Regions from separate parts of the Mus musculus genome. Here all the other regions are linked to region 2. The links are chromatin contacts, called in public Hi-C and HiChIP or PLAC-seq maps. All regions are on one chromosome and are shown on one strand. Each heading gives the region's core, a stretch centred on a gene start, on an enhancer-like site or on the middle of the called end of the contact. The rest is flanking DNA. Distances are from core to core; before and after follow the strand shown. Region 1 holds the start of 1700016C15Rik (RIKEN cDNA 1700016C15 gene). Region 2 holds the start of Hnrnpu (heterogeneous nuclear ribonucleoprotein U). Region 3 has its middle 14 kb from the start of Zbtb18.

Region 1 (3,774 bases), core at 420-2,919, 610 kb before region 2:
TTGGCCCAGGGAAGTTATGGGTTAGCAAGATCAAGATCACTCACACTCTCTGTAGATGTGGAGACAGTCCAGTGTTGATGGTAGGATCTGAGATGTACTATGTTCTCCTGTACAGGGCCCCTGCACCAGTGACTAGAAACTCCTCCATCTTTAAAGTCACCTTTCCATGAGGCAGGGAGAGATGTCAGTGAGGAGGCCTGAGGAGTGTTAAGTGTCATGGCCGGCTGGCGGATTGCATTTTCCAAGTTGGTGACTACAAGGGATGTTTGTAGATGGCAGGGGAGGGATCCTGAGCACAATTGCTCCATACTGGAAGGAATTCTGATCAGCTAGGCACCAAGACACTACACACTGCCCCAGTAGTAGCCATAATTTAATTAGTGATTAATTAGATATGCATACTAGTCTCTCTGGGTTGAAGATTATATTACTTTAAATATTCTTTGTTTTTCTATATTACCTGAATTCTGGAAACAGGTGTTATTTTTAAAACAACCCACCCCTGTTTACTTGGGGGGGGGGAAGCAGCATGCAGCACACATGTGGAAGTCAGAGGACAACTTACAGGAGTCAGTTCTCACTTTTTAAAATTAACGTGGGTCCCAGGAATTGAACTCTGGTCTTCCGGCTTGGTGGCAAGTGTCTTTGTCCACTGAGCCATCCTGTCAGCTTAAGGGAATGTTTAGAGAGTCTATGCAAATGAGAGAAGTCTCTTTAATCATCACAGAAGGAAGGAAAGATAATGAAGAGATGCTGTCCCCAGCTCATGACTCCCCAGCAGACACTGGAGAGAGTTATTTAAGGATTATACTTCCAAACTTGAAAATCTGAAGAAGAAAAGTCATAACTGTCCTGATGGCTAATCTTCACTGTCAACTTCAATCTCCTAGGAGACACATCCCTGGGCATGTTGAGGGGGTGTTTCTAGAGGGGCTTAACGGAAGTGTGAAAACCACCCTGGTTGTGAGTGACATCATTCTACAGGGTGGGACCCAGACTGAAAGGAAAAAAAAAAAAAAAAAAAAAAAAAAAACAGCCTTGGCCCAGGCTTCCTGTCCATGCCATCAGGAGCTGCAGATGAATATTTCTCTTCCTACTTGCAAACTTTGTTTGATCGAGCCCTGCCCTGTTTCCAGGCCAGCCTCTTGTAGACAATGCCAGTGTTTGTTTTGGGCTTAGTTTTGCTATGGTATCTGAACAACCATTCTACAGCCATTCTCTTTCCTGGCTGAGACTCGCTTCTCTGTGTAGTTGTGCAACAGTGATGGTTGGTGGCTTGGTTTGAATCATATTCCTGAACAATTAAAAACCTCTTTCAATGGCTTTAGTAGCAGCGGCCTTCCATAGACTAGTGTCATTTTAGACCAGGCAGTGCTGGATTCCTTTGTCCCTGTGACAGCCCTTCTCAGTTCCAACTTGCAAAGGACACATGCAACACCAGATCCCTGACCTTACGTTCCCCTTGAAGCAATGTTTGTAGAAAAACAAGTTTAGTGGTTGATAGTCTGGGTCACTTACCTGTATGGTTTCTCCCTGACACCAATTTCTGCCCTTACGTTCTATGCGCAGCTATGCTTTCTGTTAGAGACGTTCAAAACAGGCTTTCTCTAAGCCTGAACAGCACTGCTTAGCACAACTTTCCACTCCACCGTGCATCATAATCCCCTTTGAGTGATGTAAAGGGATCAGGTCTCACAGCTCTGCCTTGTACTTTTCACAGCATGCCCCACACAGAGGTGGCTCAATTTCTTGCTGCCCTCAGAGGAAAACTTCTTTGAAGAAGGAGGCCCCTGCCCACTGCTGCCCAAGCCAAGCCGGTAATGCAGCAAGGCTCTTACTGCCTGGGCCTCTCTCCTCTCACTCCGTGGCTACATGGCTAAATGAGAGGATTGCTTTTGCTTTTTGTTTGTTTGCTTGGTTGGTTAGTTGGTTGGTGGGTTGGATGGTTGATTGGTAGGTTGGTTAATTGGTTTGGTTTGGTTTGGATTTTCAAAACAGGATTTCCTCTGTGTTATCCTGGGTGTCCTAGAACTCACTCCATAGACAAGGCTGGCCTCGGATTCAGATATCTGCTTCCTAAGTGCTGAGATTAAAGGCACAAGCCATCACTACCTGGCACATTTTGAATAGGTGCTTACAACTTACAACTTTATGGTTGGAATTCTTTGCAAAGCTAGGAATTCTTCCCCCCAACTCGACTCAGGTGTTAGGTATGTGTATATATCTGCGTGCGGGTATGTGTACATGAGACCTGCTGCCATGCTTCCTGCCATGAAAGCTAGCAAATCCCCTGGAGTTGGAGGTTCAGGAAGTTTTAGCTGCCTGAGTACTGGGAACTGAACTTCGTCCTCTGAAAAAACAGCAAGCTCTTGAAACCGTTAAGCTATGTCTCTGCCCCTAAAAATTATTTTAGAATGTGAACAGTGGTCTACTTGGGATGTTTTGAATATTTTTTTTCTCAGTATTTTATAAAAGTTTGGTATACCCAGCTGCAGAGCAACCCTGCAGCCACGGGGCTAAGCAGGTCTAACACCCCTATGCTGTCTCTATGTTGTCATGTGACTATGTTACCCTGAATGTCCTGAATACAGACACAGCTCTTCCAAGGAGAAAGGGCTTTACAAAATGTATCTAGAAAGTCAACAGGTACTATCTACACACAGCTGATAACCCTACACAGCTGATTGCTATGGTTTGGATGTAATCAGTCACCAAAGGGTTTCAGGTGTTAGAAGGTGTTGGGAACACTAAACATTAAGATTAACTATTAATATATGGTAACTATTAATATATTAATATTCTATAATATTAATAACTATTAAATATTAAGATTAAGAATTACAATAACTGTGGCAATGTAGAAATTATCTCACAACATTAAAAAAAAACAAAACCAAAGATTATTTTCTAGAAAATAAATAATGCCGCTTTAGATATATAAATTATGGATGCCTTTTCTATTATAGCATTATTTTTCTGAGCATATTATGTTTTCAGTTTAAAAAAAAATGTTTTATGATGTCCAAGTCAGCTATCCATTACTATAACAAAGTCTGAGATAATCAACTTATAAGAATTGTATTTTGGCTCACTGTGGTGGTCTGAATGAGAATGGCTTCCATAGGCTCTCAGTGTTTGAATGCTTGGTCCCCAGTTGGTAGAACGATTTAGGAAGGATTAGGAGGCATAGTCTTACTGGAGTAGATGTGGCCTCTTTGGAGGAGGTGTGTTAGAAGGGATAGGCTTTGAGGTGTCAAAAGCCCACATCAGGTCTAGTCTCTCTCTCTCTGCCTGCAACTTGAAAAACATGTGAGCTTCCAGCTACTGCTCCAGGCCCATGCCAGCCTGCCTGCTGCCATGCTTCTTGCCATAATTGGTCATGGGCTAACCTGCTGAAACTGTAAGCAAGTCCCCAATTAAATGATATTTGTTTTAAAAATAAGAGTTGCTTTGGTCATGGTATCTCCTCACTGCATAGAACAGTAAATGAAACACAATTGCAAAGGCCTTACTCTGGAACAGGTTGCCTCATTGCTTGGGGCCTCATTGCTTGGGGCCTCTGGTGGTAAATGGTGTTGGAATGACAGCACAGAGCTGTGTGCTTTTGGGCCTGGGAAAATGGTTCAGTGGGTAAGAGGGCTTACTGCTCCTGCAGAAGACCTAAGTTCAGTCCCTGGCACCTACCTGTAATTCCAGCTTTACGAAATCTGCCACCGAATTCTGGACTCCACAGGCACACAAATATATGAGACACATACACATACACACACATAC
Region 2 (3,413 bases), core at 677-3,176:
AAGACAAACCACTGTGTCATCGAAGTGTTCGTCTTCTTCTTCAACAGGTGGCTGAGGAGACTTGGCTCTGAAAGACAGAATTGTCTCCTGATAAAGCTTTCCCCACCTTGTATACAAAAAGAGCGGGCGACTGTTAAAACTGGGTGAGGAGCCTCTACCTGCTGTACTTGTTTTCTTCGATGTACTCAAAATACCCTCGGCCATGATCTTCTCGCGGTCTTTTAACGCCTCTCTTTTTATCTCCACCTTTCTGTTCTGTTTTGCCGTCTCCTATAACGACACAGAACACCGCCTTAAAGCATCAGGCCGAAAACTAAATAATGCAGTTAAGCACCTTTTGTGTTTCGAGCCTCAAGAGCTGTTACTGATTATTTTTTTCTGACTGATTCTTTGACTTTTTTAATCGACAAATGAAAATAAAAAAGTCTGGACTTGGACTGGACACAGTGACGCAGTCTGAAGACTGAACTTGCCAGCCTACCGCAACCTTCCAGAAAGCATTTTTTAAAAAGAGTTTAAAAAAAAAAAAAGCGGGACACCGCCCGGGCCCACGTGCGCCGGCCGCGCTCAAACGAGGGGGGGGGAAGCCTGGGCCCACCTCCCCTCCCCCACACGAGCCCGCGTGCCCCGCCGCCGCATTGTACTGAGCTTCCGCCCCGCTCCCCGCGCCTGCCGCCGGAAGTGACGTCACCACGAGCCCCTGCGCTCCTTGCACAATACCGCGGCGCTAAGCCGCCAAAGCCCGCCCGCTCCGGGACCTTCGGGCTTCTCCCCTCCCCCCACCGCCGACATGTGCCCGGACCGCGCGCACGCAGCGCCCCAGCGGCCGGCGCTCCCGCCCGGCCGGCCCCCCCACCGCGGCAGCTGCAGCGCTCCCCCCACCCCGGCGCCCGACATACATAATGGAGGCGCCGCCGGCATGGCGAGCAGAGCCTCCCGGGGCTCCCCCGCCCCCACCCTCCCGCGGCGCTCGCCCCGAGGGGCCCCGGCAGGCCTGGGGCACGGTCCCCACCGCCACGCGCACCCATCACGCAACACTCACCCGCCACCTTCCGCCTTCTTACCTCCCGCCTGCTGTTGGCCCTGCCTCGCCCCTGGCGGCGCCACCGTCACCGCGAAGAGCGAGGTGGGGCCGCTGCTCTTGCCCGCGGCCTCCTTGCCGGCACCACGCTGCTGGGAAGGCTGCTGCTGCGCCGCCGCTGCCGGCGGTTGGGACTGCTGCTCCCCGTGACCGTTCTCGTCGCCCGCGCCCTCCTCCTCGTCGCCGAGCTCGTCTTCCCCCTCCTGGAAGCCCTGGTCGTCGCCGTTCTCGTCTTCCGACGCTGCCTCCTCTTCCTCCATCGCGCCGGCGTCAGCCGCCCCCGCCGCCCCGTTCTCCTCGCCCAGCTCCATCTGGTCGCCGTCCAGAGCGGCGATGCCCTCCTCCTCCTCGTCGTCTTCGGCGCCAGCCGCGGCCTCCTGCTCTAGGCCCGCTCCCGAGCGCCCGGCCGCATCGCCACCTAGGTCGAGACTGCCGTTCCCGGGCTCCATGGCGGGGCGGCCTCCTGCCTCGTTGTCCAGCGCGGCCTGGAGTCGATCCATGAGATCGGCCTTGAGGCCCTTGTCGGAGAGGCGCCGCTTCTTGAGCTCCTCCTTCAGCTCCGACACCTTCAGCTTCTTGACATTAACAGGCGAAGAACTCATGTTGAGGGCCCCGGTTCCCCGCTGACTGCTGGCTCCCTCGGCCTGTGGCGGCGGCGGCTGCTGCTGGTCGGCCCGGGCGGCGGCTGCGGCTGGAGATGGCTGAGTGCTGCTGCAGAACGGACCCGCCTGGTGTCGAACGGCGCCAATTCCTTTCACCGAGTTCGCGAGGCAAGACGCGGAGACTCGCCCGGCGCGAGCGAGCACGCAACGTCCTCTCGCAGGGGCGGCGCCGCGCACGTAATATAGGCGCCCCGCCCCCTGCCGAGGCGAGGCCCGCTAGAGCGGCTGCGCGCGCAGGCCCCGCCCCGCCCCCACTGCGCGACCTCCGCGCTGGGCCGGACCGCGCAAATGGAGGCTCTTAGAAGCCACCTTTCGGTTAAACGGACCCGCCGCAGTGGCCGCCGGCCTTTCCGGCTCTTGAGCCGCCGCGCTCCACCGGCGCTCTGCCTTCTGTGTCCTGGCGGAGGCTCTCCTCCACCCGCCTTCAGTCCTCACCTGGCATTTTCCACTCGAGAACAACCTCCTTTCTTCCATCTTAGTTTAGTTTTTTGGTTTTCGGGTTGTTTTTTTTGTTGTTGTTTCTTGGGTTTTTTTTTTTTTGTTTTGGTTTTTGTTTTTTTTTTTGTCCCTCCGGCTCTAGGTTTAAAAAACTCTTCAAGTTTCCACCGCTGCCCTGTAGAACACCCATAGGCGATTGTTATGCAAAGGTGGTGTTTTGTTTAGTTTTTCCACCATTTAACTGCGTTTTTAAATTTTACAAGTCCTGCCTTGCCAGTCGGACTTATTTTAAGTTCCGCAAGGGCGAGGCCAGAGCCTTTCTTTTGTCTCTTCCCCAACCAGTGGTGCAAGGTTTGGGAAAGAGGCTTGCTGTACTCCACCATGCCTAACAGCCATATAGAGCGGGCCTTGTGTTGCTACTCACCGTATTTTCTATTGACCTTTGAGTAAGCCTTAGATTTTCATGGAAGTTCCCCTCGTTGTACTATAAAGATAGGCCTCTGTCCCCTGCAAATCTGATCCACCAGTTTGGAGACCCTTTAATTACAGATGAGGAAGACAGCCAGCACCCAGCTAGATTATGCACTTTGATCCTCTCCCTGTTTTTTCAGCCACTCTAAACATGTTTGTATACCTGCTGACTTGTCTACAAACTGGTAGTAACAAAAGGCTGGGATTTAGTAAAAAAAGAAAACACCTGTAGTTCTATTACTTGGCAGAGTGAGGCAGAAGTATCAAGAGTTAAAAGCTAGCCTGGGCTACTTAGTAAATTCCAGGCTTATCTGGGTTGAATACCAGACCCTATCTCAAAAAAGAAAAGAAAAAAAATTATGATTTGTTTTCTGGCATTAAATATGTTGTGTTCTTGAAACTTTTATATAGAATTTAATTTCTACACTGGGGCCTTCCTGTGTAGATTGCACCCAAGCTATGCTTGGTGGTACATGTGTATAATTTCAACACTTGGGAGATACAGGTAAGATGATCAAGAATTCAGTGTCAGCCAGGCAGGCAGTGGTGACACCCAAGTTTGGCTCCAGCGCTCAGGAAGCAGAGGCACCCCACCCACCCACCCCCATCCCCTCACCCCCACCCCCACCCTGTCTATGAAGCCAGTTCCAGGACAGCCAGAGCTACACAAAGAAACCCTGTCTCAAGCTAAGCAACTAAGCAACTCAGTCAATAAAATTCATTGTCATCCTTGGCTACAAAAGTTCAAAGCCAGTAGGAGA
Region 3 (3,524 bases), core at 273-2,772, 910 kb before region 2:
ATGTACTTGAGTTTTATCACTAAGGAAGAAAGAGAACTGCTGGGAGAGTAATGACCAGGAAAAAAAAGAAATCACTCAAGTTAATCACTGAGAACGTACTCCTGCTCGGGAAAGTCGGCTTGTCCAAAGTGCAATTTTAGATATGCATCTGTATACATATACATATGGCCATTTTCTTGTTTATAATTAAAAATAAATAAGCAGGATGAGGGTGTAGCTCAGGGGCAGAGCTCTTGGTTTAGTGTGAACGAGGATCTCGAGATTCCATCCTCAGGACCATAAAAGAAATAAGATGGGATGCAGATGGTTACCATATCCATCCCATTCTTAGCCCATCATAATTCCTCTGTAGTCAGTGAATTAGGCATCCTCCGATGTGTGGTATCACTTACATGAATCCTACAGGAAAAGAAGAAGGAGTCCACTCTGCATTGCGGTCCTCGCTGTGCAGAGAGAAAATTACGTGCATATACAGGCATATAACAACAGGCTGCAATTGTCTCAATGACTGCAGCAGTGTTGAGATTGTTATACTGATCTGTGGATAGATAATCTCTTCTGAGCCCATTTATGTCTGTGAATGTGTTCATATGAACAAAAACTTGCTGGATTTTCCATCTCTGGGATGCCGACCACCAAACGGAACCATGGAGAAAGTATGGGAGAACAGACAAATCATAGACAACTCTCTTTAAATTAGTTAAAACGATAGACACCTTTATGTTTTCTTTCTGTGGACTGTAATTTACTGGTTGGTAGCATACACACTAGACTCACCCCCTCCCACGTCCTACAATGTTACTTATAATTTGTATCCCACTGCAGTAAGTTTTTAAATTGTATCTATTCTTAACACCATATATTCCCTAATGACACAGATCCTACTAAATATCTGGAGGCTTGAGTGTCCCCAGCGATCTGATGGTGGGGACATCCAAAACCTGGACTCTTATATCCCTACCAGATAGGATCTAAATTCCCACTGAAGGTGCATGCTGTTAGTGTCATGACTATTTTCAACAGAAACAGAAACTACGTGGGTGTACTGGTCCCTGGGGTGCTGTAAGGCAGCCAGCCGGATGTCAGATGCAGGTGGTCTGACCCAGAGACAGACTGCTTTCCTGTGGCCGCACATCATCCCATAACCCAGCAGAGGGATCATGCCAACCAGGCACAACCGCAGAATGCTCAGGGCACATCCCTCCCCAGGACAGCCTACTGTCTAGTTAGAAAAATAGCATAAGGATGGATATACAATGACCTGACTCTCAAATCCCCTCTCCGTAGGAGCACTGAGCATCAGCTGAAGTGGCCTGGGAGGTGTAGAATCAGTACTGGGCGCTTCATTTGGAACTGCTGACTTCCGTAGGTGGGACACTTTGCCTTGCTTTGCCTCAGGAAGACAGATGGGAACCTTCGAGGCAAAGGTGTTGGGGAGATTTTCCTCCATGCAAATTTTATCTTGCCACGGAATCAAACACCAGTCTGTTTCGGTATGCGCTCGCTCATTTCCTCCGCGCCACACGAGTCGTTTATTTGCAATCACGTTCGCATATTCTGGGCACTGCACATTGGTTCAGTTCACAAGGGGACGGAAACAGATAAAGATTTTGTTAATGGATCCCTTTGTGCATAAAAAGAACTCCCATCTCCCCTCCCACATGCTGTCCCGAATTCCCCTCTTCCTCCTCCAAGTCTTACTTTTTTCTCAGAATGTCTGTGTGTGCCGCATGGCAGTGATTTTCCCTTGGTAATTGCCTTCTTCAAGAAGAAACTTTACAACAGTGAACCCCCACAACACTGTCGTATAAACCAGGGCTGCTTCGAGGCAAAAAAAATCAAGTTGAAAATTATACATTGTGAGTTTTGACATTAAAAAAAGAAGAAGAAAGACTCCCTTCAACACGAGTAGAATTTTGACTGCTGTCCCCAAACATTTACATTTAAATGATAGCCTTCACCAGACCTGTGCGCACTTGATTTTACAGTATGGCGTTCAGAGGAGATAAATGGTGACTTTATTTCAGCATATTCATCTTACAAGTCTGCCTCATTCTGCTTTCTTTTCTTTTTCTTTCTTTCTTTCTTTCTTTTTTTTTTTTTACAAAAGTAGGGTGGAATTCTATGAAAATCTCCGTTGTGGAAACGGAAGAGCTCATGACTTGTCTTGGTAGGGGTCTGTGCCCTGAGATGGCAGTGGCCAGCTTGAGGTGAGAGAAGCATACCTTCTCAGAGTGTCCCCAACCCCAAGAAAGGATCGTGGTAGCAGTAGCTCTCTTTCCCTTGCAATAGCAACAACAAAATGATGCCACAGACAAAAACTGTCATGTCCCACCCACTCCATCTGTCCTTTGCTGTGCACCCACGGCTCCCTCATTCTACAAATTAATCTTTCACACATTTTTCAACAAAAAAAGTGTTAATGTTATAAAAGAAAAAAACAAGGAAAACAGAAAGGGCTGTGTAGAAAATAAATTAAATTTAAATTTGATGGCAGTTATGACTTTTTTTATTGACTATAGGAGCAAACAGTCACATCAAATTGGTGCCACTGGCATATAATTAAAACTACAGGGCACCCTTAATGATCTCTGACAATGATCGCGTGTGTGGTTTTTTTTAAATATAGCATGCACATTTTGTCCAATTTGGGTCTTTTTTCCTGTTGCTTTTGTCCTCTTTCTGAGTGGGTATTATTCATGAACCGAGTCTTTATTATCTATTTGGCCATCTGCATAGCATTGGCCATAGTCCCCTGTATTGTAATTTTGAGTGAAAATAAGGGCTATGGGAGATTGCAGCCCTAAAAATAATAATACTAGCAGTGAGAACTCAAATTTAAAAAAAAAAGAAAAAAGAAAAAAGAAAAGAAAGAAAAAAACCATGAAGGAAAAGACTCGGGATGGAGGTGAGGTTTAGAGGCACATGGCAAGGAGGTCAGAAACATGTAAACCATTTTGGGAATGGGATCTGGACGTTCACGCTGAGCAAAGCGACGTTACTCCCGTTGCTGAGAGGCCCTGCTGGATGGGATGCTTCCTCAGGCTCCAGTGTCGTTCAAAGAAAATAAAATCCTCTGTTTTCTCGAAAGATCCTCTTGTTTCAGAAGATCCTCCTGTTTCGAAAGTTTGTAGACCTCATAATGCAGTGGTGGCCCCAAATTCTAGCGCCGCCGTGCCCTTAAACTGATGATCACGATGTTACTTCTTGAATGCTCAGGTTTGCCCATACCGGGTCCCTTGTTTTTAGTTCAGTGAATGGAGATTTTCTAAAAATAAAAGATAAGAGATAGTATTTCTCATGGAAAAAAATGTGGGGACTGTAACTATAACTTAGTTTTAGGTAAATCACTTGCCTCGCGCATGATTTGGGTTTTATCCCCTAAAACGGATGTGCATAAATGCATGTGTGTGTGTGTGTATACCTGTATGTATGTATATATGTATGTATGTGTATGTATTTGGTTATGTGGATACCTGTATATATGTATGTGTATTGGTGAAAGATGAAAGGACTGAAAACTG

What was found. Hi-C and Micro-C count contacts between places; a contact is called where the count stands out from the background. HiChIP or PLAC-seq counts read pairs in DNA pulled down with a chosen protein or histone mark.
Region 1: a contact with region 2 is called in an HNF4G HiChIP or PLAC-seq map of pancreatic cancer cells. The contact joins the promoter of 1700016C15Rik here to the promoter of Hnrnpu in region 2. A contact is called at or near these places in 2 of 115 datasets of contacts at active chromatin or transcription factors (bone marrow-derived macrophages and pancreatic cancer cells).
Region 3: a contact with region 2 is called in a Hi-C map of B cells, with 5 read pairs. The contact joins the enhancer-like site here to the promoter of Hnrnpu in region 2. A contact is called at or near these places in 3 of 39 promoter capture datasets (liver and pre-B cells) and 2 of 484 Hi-C or Micro-C datasets (B cells and uterus).

Annotation. Positions count from the first base shown.
Region 1 is chr1:177,728,145-177,731,918 of GRCm38.p6, forward strand. It overlaps 1700016C15Rik (RIKEN cDNA 1700016C15 gene), which reads left to right and starts at 1,670. Exons shown (of 6, transcript NM_027077.2): 1 at 1,670-1,817. It overlaps Gm30115 (a long non-coding RNA gene), which reads right to left and starts at 1,931. Exons shown (of 5, transcript XR_373742.2): 1 at 1,519-1,931.
Region 2 is chr1:178,335,889-178,339,301 of GRCm38.p6, forward strand. Hnrnpu (heterogeneous nuclear ribonucleoprotein U) reads right to left here and starts at 1,927. Exons shown (of 14, transcript NM_016805.3): 1 at 1,065-1,927; 2 at 159-270; 3 at 1-67. The coding sequence starts at 1,683.
Region 3 is chr1:177,426,944-177,430,467 of GRCm38.p6, forward strand. No RefSeq gene overlaps it. Among named protein-coding and RNA genes, the nearest start is that of Zbtb18, 14 kb to the right of the region's middle. Within about 2 kb of position 1,523, at least 36 of the 459 cell types and tissues checked have an H3K27ac peak or open chromatin away from gene starts, as enhancers often do. A contact at or near this core is called in B cells and pre-B cells, where this site is marked.